2 separate regions of the Mus musculus genome follow, and region 2 is linked to region 1. The links are chromatin contacts, called in public Hi-C maps. All regions are on one chromosome and are shown on one strand. The core of a region is the stretch at or near the end of the contact, and the rest is flanking DNA. Distances in the headings are between cores, read along the strand shown. Region 1 has its middle 27 kb from the start of Rnf182. Region 2 has its middle 11 kb from the start of Gm20751.

Evidence for each region. A called contact is a pair of places that touch in the nucleus more often than the background predicts.
Region 2: a Hi-C map of cerebral cortex shows a contact between it and region 1, with 6 times the contacts expected there. The contact joins two enhancer-like sites. A contact is called at or near these places in 1 of 39 promoter capture datasets (the C10 cell line), 13 of 15 datasets of contacts at CTCF or cohesin (CD8 T cells, the G1E-ER4 cell line, the NIH/3T3 cell line and 6 more), 317 of 484 Hi-C or Micro-C datasets (2-cell embryo, the 3T3-L1 cell line, 3T3-L1-derived adipocytes and 153 more), 47 of 115 datasets of contacts at active chromatin or transcription factors (CD8 T cells, the HPC-7 cell line, PVALB interneurons and 28 more) and 6 of 9 other capture datasets (adipose tissue, embryonic stem cells, embryonic tail and 3 more).

The regions. Positions count from the first base shown.
Region 1 is chr13:43,586,133-43,590,588 of GRCm38.p6, forward strand. No RefSeq gene overlaps it. Among named protein-coding and RNA genes, the nearest start is that of Rnf182, 27 kb to the right of the region's middle. Within about 2 kb of position 2,464, at least 20 of the 459 cell types and tissues checked have an H3K27ac peak or open chromatin away from gene starts, as enhancers often do. A contact at or near this core is called in cerebral cortex, where this site is marked.
Region 2 is chr13:43,725,482-43,729,937 of GRCm38.p6, forward strand. No RefSeq gene overlaps it. Among named protein-coding and RNA genes, the nearest start is that of Gm20751, 11 kb to the left of the region's middle. Within about 2 kb of position 1,765, at least 3 of the 459 cell types and tissues checked have an H3K27ac peak or open chromatin away from gene starts, as enhancers often do. A contact at or near this core is called in cerebral cortex, where this site is marked.

The DNA.
Region 1 (4,456 bases), core at 1,214-3,713:
GGCTGATCAAGAAGAAGAAAACCTGGGCTGACCTGAATCAAATCCAACCTTTAAGATGTGGCCTAGTGATCTACATATGCTAACCTGGCTACTTGTCCCAAAGGTTCTACAATGTCCCCAAACTGTGCCACCGGCTGAGAACCAAGTGTTTAAGCACATGAGGCTGAGGGGCATCGGGCATTCAAACCACTGCACTCTGTGCCACTTCTTGTGAGGATTCAGGTTGCGCCATCCCATTTCAGTGGCTTCATTCTTTTTTTTTTTTTTAAAGATTTATTTATTTATTTATTTATTTATTTATGTGAGTACACTGTAGCTGTACAGATGGTTGTGAGCCTTCATGTGGCTGTTGGGAATTAAATTTTTAGAATCTTTGCTCGCTCCGGTCGGTTCTGCTCGCTCAGTCCCTGATTGCTCCAGTCCAAAGATTTATTTATTATTATACATAAGTACACTATAGCTGTACTTCCGATGCACCAGAAGAGGGCATTCTTATTACGGGTGGTTGTGAGCCACCATGTGGTTGCTGGGATTTGAACTCAGGACCTTGGGAAGAGCAGTCAGTGCTCTTACCCACTGAGCTATCTCGCCAGCCCCAGTGGCTTCATTCTTAACCCAATTGCCTACTTAGAGATTCCCCTCTTCGAATATAGTCACATTCTGCGGTCCTTTGGGTTAGGCTCTGTCTTGGGTAGTTTTCTATTGCTGTGATAAAATGCCATAACCAAGCCAACTTATAAAAGAAAGTATTTAACTTGTTGTACAGTTTGAGAGGGTTAGAATCCATGATGATGGAGTGAAGGGATGGCCGAGAGCTCACATCTTGATCCACAACCTCGAGGCAGAGAGAGCTAACTAGGAACTGCTCAGGCTTCTGAAACCTCAAAGCCTGCCCCAGAGCCACATCTCCAAGAAGACACCCCCCCGCCCCTCCAGTGCTTCCCAAACAGTTCTACCAACTGGGGAACAAGACTTCAAGTATGTGAACCTATGGAGCCATTCTAATCCAAATGACCACAACAGGACCAAATCCTGTTCTACTCTCAGGCCCTGGGGATTGGCCATGCTGACTCAGCACTCCCCGAAGGATGAGGTCAGTTCTGGGCTGTGGCTATATAGGAAAACAGCCACACTCCCTCCTCCCCCATCCCCTTCTCTCTCTCTCTCTCTCTCTCTCTCTCTCTCTCTCTCTCTCTCTCTCTCTCTCTCCCTCCCTCCCTCCCTCCCTCCCTTCCTTTCTTTCTCTCCCCCCTTTCTTTATTCCTTCCTTCCTTCCTTCCTTTCCCTCCCTCCCTCCCTCCTTTCTTTCTTTCTTCCTTCCTTCCTCCTTCCTTTCTCTCCCTCCCTCCCCCCTCTCTCTCTTTCTTTCTTTCTTTCTTTCTTCCTTCCTTCCTTCCTTCCTTCCTTCCTTCCTTCCTTCCTTTCTCTCCCTCCCTCCCTCCCTCCCTCCCTCCCTCCCTTTCCCTCCCTCCCTCCCTTCCTCCTTTCTTTCTCCCTTCCTTTCTCTCCCTCCCTCCCTCCCTTCCTTTCCCTCCCTCCCTCCCCCCTCTCTTTCTTTCTTTCTTTCTTTCTTTCTTTCTTTCTTTCTTTCTTTCTTTCTTTCTTTCTTTCTTTCTTCTCCAAACAAACAAACCACATCCACATCACCCTTAAAATCTGTTTTGAAAGTGCTTGTCTGAGACCCTCCAGGGACAGGATACCCAATAAGGCAACTTATTCAGCATCTATACATACTGAAAATTCTAGTCTTTCTTAGGGAGAATTTAAAACTAAATGTGAGTGAAGAAGTTTCTCTCTGGGGGACGGCATGACTCATGAAGAAAAGATGTGAAGACATTACCAGCCAGGAGGGTGATATTTATATAATCCTTTGTAGTTGAAAAAACTCACAGTAAAGAGTACCAGATGACATCCAGCCACTGTGACCCACTTTATACACCTATTTTCTCTTTCCCTGGGTTCGTTTTTGGAGCCTTTGCGTTGTTAAAAATATCCAGAACCTATTTCGACTTCAGGGCTTCCTTTCCAGTAGGTGACTGCTTCGTTGACTTCTTTCCTTTCTACCAAACGGAGCCCCTGTGCTTGGCACACAGCACGGCCCACAGGCATACAGGATATTACGTGTTGTAGGGCTTACGTTTAGTATCTCACGTTACCTGGCTACTCTTTCAAGGCAAGGAGGATTATGGTTGACTGGGCCTGGATGGTAGATTGTAGAGTAGCTCAGGGAAGTTAGGTCATAGTTTAGTTATGTTTTACCCAAGAAGAGGTGAAGAATCTAACAGTCAATAGATTTGAAATGAGTTAAAATTTGTATCATGTTTTAAGTGGACTCTGGATCTAGGGTAGTTTGGGTAATCAGGGCATAGACATTTCAGTGCTCCTGGAAGGTTCTGGCTCCTCTGGCATCTGCGCTGCCCTGCTTTCCTCTAGGTGATTTTTTCCCCCACTTATAGAGGCCACCAGCTGTTCTGTTACGAGGCATTGGCTAATCATAGCTGGCCCTGTGTGCACTGTGCCAGGAATCTGAGGAGCCTTGCAGTCCAATTTTAAAATTAAATTCTGCATCCAATTTTGGACTGATAGCCTGTGCCAAATCTGACTTCAGCCAAAGTATATTTATTGAGGTAAAAACATATGAAACCCAGGAATTACCAGGGCTCAAGTACTCTGAAGCCCGGCGTGGAAACAGAGGTGCCCTTAAAGCACACACGTACACACATACACACACACACACACACACACACACACACACACACACACACACACACTTTTATTAAGCCCTTGTTAGGTTTATTACTTCCAGCATTCATCAACTAAATATCTGTTGAGTTTGTTTCTGGCACTGATCTTGATCCTGGGACCAAAGATAGAGAAGACAGTGTTTGAATCGTCTGGGCTGGGAGCTGGGGAAACTTTTCCATGGGCCCGTGTTTGCGACTTTCCTTGTCACTGTGCCCAGATACCCAACAAGAGCAACTGAAGGAATGGCGGATCGTGGTTCAAGGGGTAGGAAGACACGCGGTGGACAGCAGCAGAAACGTGTGGCAGCTGCCTGCTCACACCTCAGTAGCCTGGGAAGCAGCGAGAGTGACTGGGGTTGAAAGCTAGGTGGGGTAAAATATTTTTCCATTACAAAAAGTCATGTCTTAAATAAACAGTTAATCACAGGGGAGTGTATTCAGCACTTAGTAGTAAGGGGAAAATGGCTAGTGGCTACATTCTAATCCCAATTCCACTAAGGCATGTGTGTGCACTAATGCATGTGTGCAAACACACACATATATGTACATATACTTATACCAGAATGCATGAGGGCTTCCTACATACTAAACAGGTGCTCTGATACTAAGCTATAGTTCAAGATCCTAAAGGGAGGGGGAGGGACCCGAGGCTCAGCAGATTTTAATTGTGGTAAGGATATTATAATAAATTAGTTATATGACAGATTGAATGTAGCTTTCGTTCCTTAGAGCAGCTTCAGTCATTTCCCAATAGATCTCGCTATCCTAAAGAGTTTGAGAAAGAAATGAATCTTTCTCCCTCAGCACGGATTTCAGTCATCGTTCGAATGGCAAGCTCATTCTGGAGCAGGGAGGTGCCCTTATGCTCTCTTGCGGAGTCCTGCAGTCTTGGTGATGATGCATTTTTGACTTGCTGGGGAGTAATAGTGAAGGGGAGAACTCACCCTTAATGAAACTGCTCCCCACTGCTCCCCAGATTTTCCCTCTTTGTCCTTTTGGTGTGAAGCTGCAGTTGTCAGGATGGTGGTGAGCCAGGATAAGACTCCGTGATGAGATGCTCTCATTAGAAAGAACATCAATATGAACTAACCAGTACTGCCAGAACTCCTTGAAGAAACACATGGTGGGACTTGTGGCTCTAGCTGCATATGTTGCAGAGGGTGGCCTAGTTGGTCATCAATGGGAGGAAAGGCCCTAGGTCCTGTGAAGGTTCTATGCCCCAGTATAGGGTAATGCCAGGAGTGGGTGGGTTGATGAGCAGGGGGAGGGGGGAGGGGGAAGGGGGAAATGGGATTTTCAGAGGGGAAACTAGGAAAGGGGATAACTATTAAAATGTAAATAAAGAAAATATCAAATAAAAAAAATAAAATTCAGTATATGCCTAAAAAAAAAGATTACAAAAAGGGGTAAGATTGGATTGGCAAAATAGTTTTTAGTGATAGCATTACAAATAAATGATTATGTCTATATTTATGGGTTATAATAAGACATCATCCTATGTATGCAAAGTATGACCTGAGTATGTAAAGGTATATCGCTTGTTCTTTAATCTAGTTAGCTGTCAATGTTGTCGTAAGGACACATCAATAGTATAGTCCCTTAGCTCTTTTAAAATACACAATCTATTATTATCAGCTTAAGTCACTTGACTTTGATTTATCAGCATTCTGTATGACTAGTGAGATGTTTAATATCTTTTATAGTCCCAGTGT
Region 2 (4,456 bases), core at 515-3,014, 140 kb after region 1:
TGGAACCCATAGCACACCCACAACAGCTGAGGGATTCATGGGTCAAATCGCCAGGTGGTTCAGTAAGATGGGTCAGCCAGGAACACGCTCAAAATGAACTCTCTTCAGGCTGTGAGACGCAACTGAATTCTGATTTCTGCAGGGGAATGATTTATTCCGCTTCACAGATAAGCCCCGAGAGAATTGTGTTGGTTTTGTTTCCATACTGATCTCTATCTTCTCTTAAGCTTGACTACCAAGTCTCTGCTCAGAATTCCGTTCTCACATAGCATTCTTATGTTAGCATATCGGGTTCTTATGGCATAATGTCAACTTAGTAATAAAAGGCTACTCAGAAGTGTGTGAGGAAGTGTATGGCTCGCTCACCTGACAAGGGCTGGGCTGTTTCTGCTCTGCCTGAGGTCATTCCTCCTAAATGCTGCATCTCAGACCCGTGTCTTGCTCTTAGCTGCCCTCTAGTGGTCAGAACACAGACCCTGCCCCCAATGACTTCCCTGAAGAAAGACAAAATAATGACCCACATTCATAGATAATCAGTGGGTACTCAGCGCTCACCTGGGTCTACAGCTTATGTCGACATCACGCTAGAAAATCTTGCTTTTTTAGAAAAATGGGTGAAAAGATGAAATGGGTGTTGTTTTGTTACGTTTTTAATTGTAGTGGCCAAGGAGATGACTGAGCAGGTAAAAACAAACAAACAAACAAACAAACTCGATTTACTTCCCTTCCAGGAGACCCAGGTTCAGTTCCAGAATCCAGGTGGTAGCTGACAGCCATCTGTCCTCGGGATCCAGCATATCCATTGATGCCTCTTTCTGACTGATCTTTAAGGCCTCATGCATGCATGCATGCATGTGGTGCACACATGCACATTCATTCATAAGCACACACATGAAATGGATAAACCCTTTGAGCCTAAACACATTAATCTAATAATATGTGATTGGGAAGCAATGCCTTGGGAACTCAGGCGCCATCTTTGACTTAACATCCAACCATATACCTGTTCTGGGTCACTAGTCCCAGCATCCCCTGTTCTCTAAGGGATCTTGGCCCGCCTATTCTACTGTGAAGTACTTGCAGATAGGCCTAGGAGATAAGGGTCACCTGTAAAGATCCGATGTCCTGTCTCCTGTGAGTTCCGTTTTCTGGGTCTGGGACAGGGAATAGAATTAAAGAGATGGATGAACCCTGATCACTGGCTGCCTTCCCCACCCAAGACTACACACAAGATACAGGAGTAAAGGGACTTTATTATGCTAAAGCCAAACGGTAGCTTTTCCCCCACACAGTCAGCTGGGAGATGGCTCTGCCACCTGATGAAAGAGACATCCCCATGTCTGCTCAGGTACTGACCTTCCTGCTGTTCGGCACCTGCTCTGGGGAACCTGAGGCCTTTTGAAGTCCTGTGCTCAGGATCCCGCAGATCCGGGCTGTAGACTGTGCTAATTGCTCTCACCTTAGGGTCGTCTACCTTTTATCCAACGTGTGGAGGAATCAGGGAGTCCTGTCAACATGCACACTGAATGCCAGCTCGTGAAGCTTGTGCCAAGAATCCGAAGCTCCGTGAAGATTAATTACTGGCTGTCTCTGTGGTCTCTCCATCGGTCAGACATCTCTGTTTCTCCGGAAAGCTAATATAGATCTTTCACAAGGGCCAACTTTTCCTCTGGTTGGAGGCCCTGCCAAGAACGTCTTCGACACATAGGGGACACTTCAGTGGGAGAGAGCATGGGGAGCTGCCAGCAATGGAGTGGGGGAGAGGCAGAGGGTGGCACTGTGCCTGAAGAAAACATCACATGACCTCTGGGCCAGGCCATGTGGATCGCTCTCGTGTGGTCCTCCCACTTGGAGACAGACAGAGCCCAGAAGTGTGCTTGTTAATAGACATATGGTTGGTTACAGGGACCTTACCTCACTGGACTTAAATTAATTTTTTATGCTGTATTCTTTAGTTAATTCAACAAAGACTTCAACAAATTGGGAAGTAAACAAAGATAAGTAGAGCAGGATTTGAATCTCTGAAGGCTAACCAGTATTCACCATGACATAGACGATGCATTTAGACTTAGCTAATTGAATGGGCTTGCCTTCCTCTTTCCCTCCCTCCCTCCCTCCCTCCCTCTCTCCCTCCCTCTCTTCCTTCCTTCCTTCTTTCCTTCCTTGATTTTGATTCAGGATTTTGCTATGAGCCATGTTGACCCTGAACTTCCTATGTAGCCCAGGATGGCCTGGGGCATGCAATAATAGTCCTGCTTCAACTTCCCAAATGCTAGGATTAGAGGTCCACCTCTGATTTCGTTTTAAAATGGAACAGGCAGTGTTGTTCTCCTGAGTTGTGTTTAAATGCTTAAGGAAATGGTTGAGAAAACAGCAGTTTCCTAGATTAGCCCACAAAGGTTTCTTCGTCCCTTCCCCTTCCCCTCCCCCTCCCCCTCCCTTCCGTTCCCCCCCCCCCCTTCACCTGCTCAATGCTGCACCACAAAGCAGGTTCATTCATCCACCAGAAACACATCCACATTTTGTGTTTGCCTCTGAACTTCAAGGGTGGTAGCTCAGCTGGCCCAGTCCCACTGGCCTGGTACACATCATTGAAAATAAATTAAGTGATCATATGTCCCTGTGTTCTCTCTGAGCATACACTTTGTCCCAACCATGAGCCACTGTGTTTCGAGGTGAGGATGCAGAGTCACAGAGACCAGAGGACCTGCAGAGTGAGCCAGCGCTTCTGAAAGAGTACAGGGTGCCATGGCCTGATAGCTCTTGCTATCGTGGCTGTGTAGACAGCTCACGTCTGCAGAGATGCTCCTGGTTAGAAGGAGAAATTTGACAGAGGAATGAAAAGATGAATCCCAAACAATATGTTCTTTAGAGAATGTGATGAATAAAGTCATAAAAACCTCGAGTCTGTAAAACAGTACATACATTTAAAGATTCAGTCCTCACTGCATCTATGAAAGGTAAAAACTACTTATTACCATGCAGTGTGTTTAGCATACATTAAACACCTATTATTTGCTGCCACTGTTCTCTACTCTGAGAACAGCGAATAGACCCAGGCTCTGCTGTGTGCACCTCCTAGTAGGCAGGTTAGCTCTCTTTTCTTGCTAGACTCATGAGTTTTCTCATTGCTGTGACCAAGAAAAAGCCCAACTGGGGAAAGGTTTATTTCTGCTCGCAGTGCAGGGTGCACATCCCTTGTGGTATAGAAGGTAAGGTACCAGGGGATGCTGTTCACAGCTCAGTGGGTTGGGAAACTGAGGAAGAGGGCAGCCAGTGCTCAGTTGGCTGTTCCCTGTTTCCCTTTGTATTCAGATTGATACCCTAGCCAAAGGGATGGTGCCGCCCATATTTAAGGCTTTTTCTCATCAGTTAGTACTCAGTGGAAATACCCTCATGGGTGCTATCAAAGATGTGCTTCACCAATGCTTTAGGCGTTTTTTTTTTAAAGTTTATTTTTTAAACCTAAGCACGTTGGCTTTTAAAACTAAGTATCACACTTGGTGTGACCACGGAAGTAGTTTAATGAGCTAGCGTGGCGTCTTGTGTGAAGTCGGTTTTCCACCCTGAGTGATGCCACCAAACAGCGAGCACATCCTTTTGGTTCCTTCTTGGCATCTCTCGGGTTAGCTCAGTTACTTCTGATGGCAACAACGCTGACACAGAGCCGTGTCTGAGTGACTTTATTTGCACTGTGATCAAATCCCTAACAAGAAGCAACTAAAGGGAGACAGGGCTCATTTGGCTCATTGTTTGAGGTCTGGGTCTGTCATGGTGAGAAAGATGTTGCAGGAGGAACATGAGGCAGATGGCCACCTTGTATCTGCACTCTGGAAGCAGAAAGTGGACAGGAAGCAGGGCCAGATAATAAAACCTCAGTTTCCTCCAGGGACTATCTACTTTCTAAGGCTTCCAACCTTCCAGCTGAGCCAGAGCATCCAACACAGGAGCCCCTGGCAGTTTTGTGCTCAGGCATACATGTTGCCACAAGATGTGTAGGCACGTGAGACTTTGGCAGTGGAAAGAGTGCCGATTCCGGAAGGGTTGCTGATGGGAGCAGAAGAGGAAGAGGACACTCTGGGGACCAAGGAGTATTTCCTGTTAAACCTAACTAATTTAGAAGGCTCCACAATGACCTGCTTAAGCTACCCCACTGTGAGTCGCCAGAGCCCATTCTAACTATGGTGTTGTCCATGGCTGTGAAAACGTACAGACATTTTTTTTTTTTTTTGAGAATACATCATTTTATTTTGATGGTTGAACGGTAGACTCATTTGGCACGGTCGGCTAACTTCGCTTTCACTGGAGCTCATGGAAAGTGGAACACTGAAAAATGAAGTGTTTAGCAACCAGCTGTCCAGGGAAAACTCCAACGCACATATGGGGGCACATAAACGGTGTCGATTTTACCCACATAAACACCGCGTAGCTTTACAAATGACTACAAAGAGTCCTG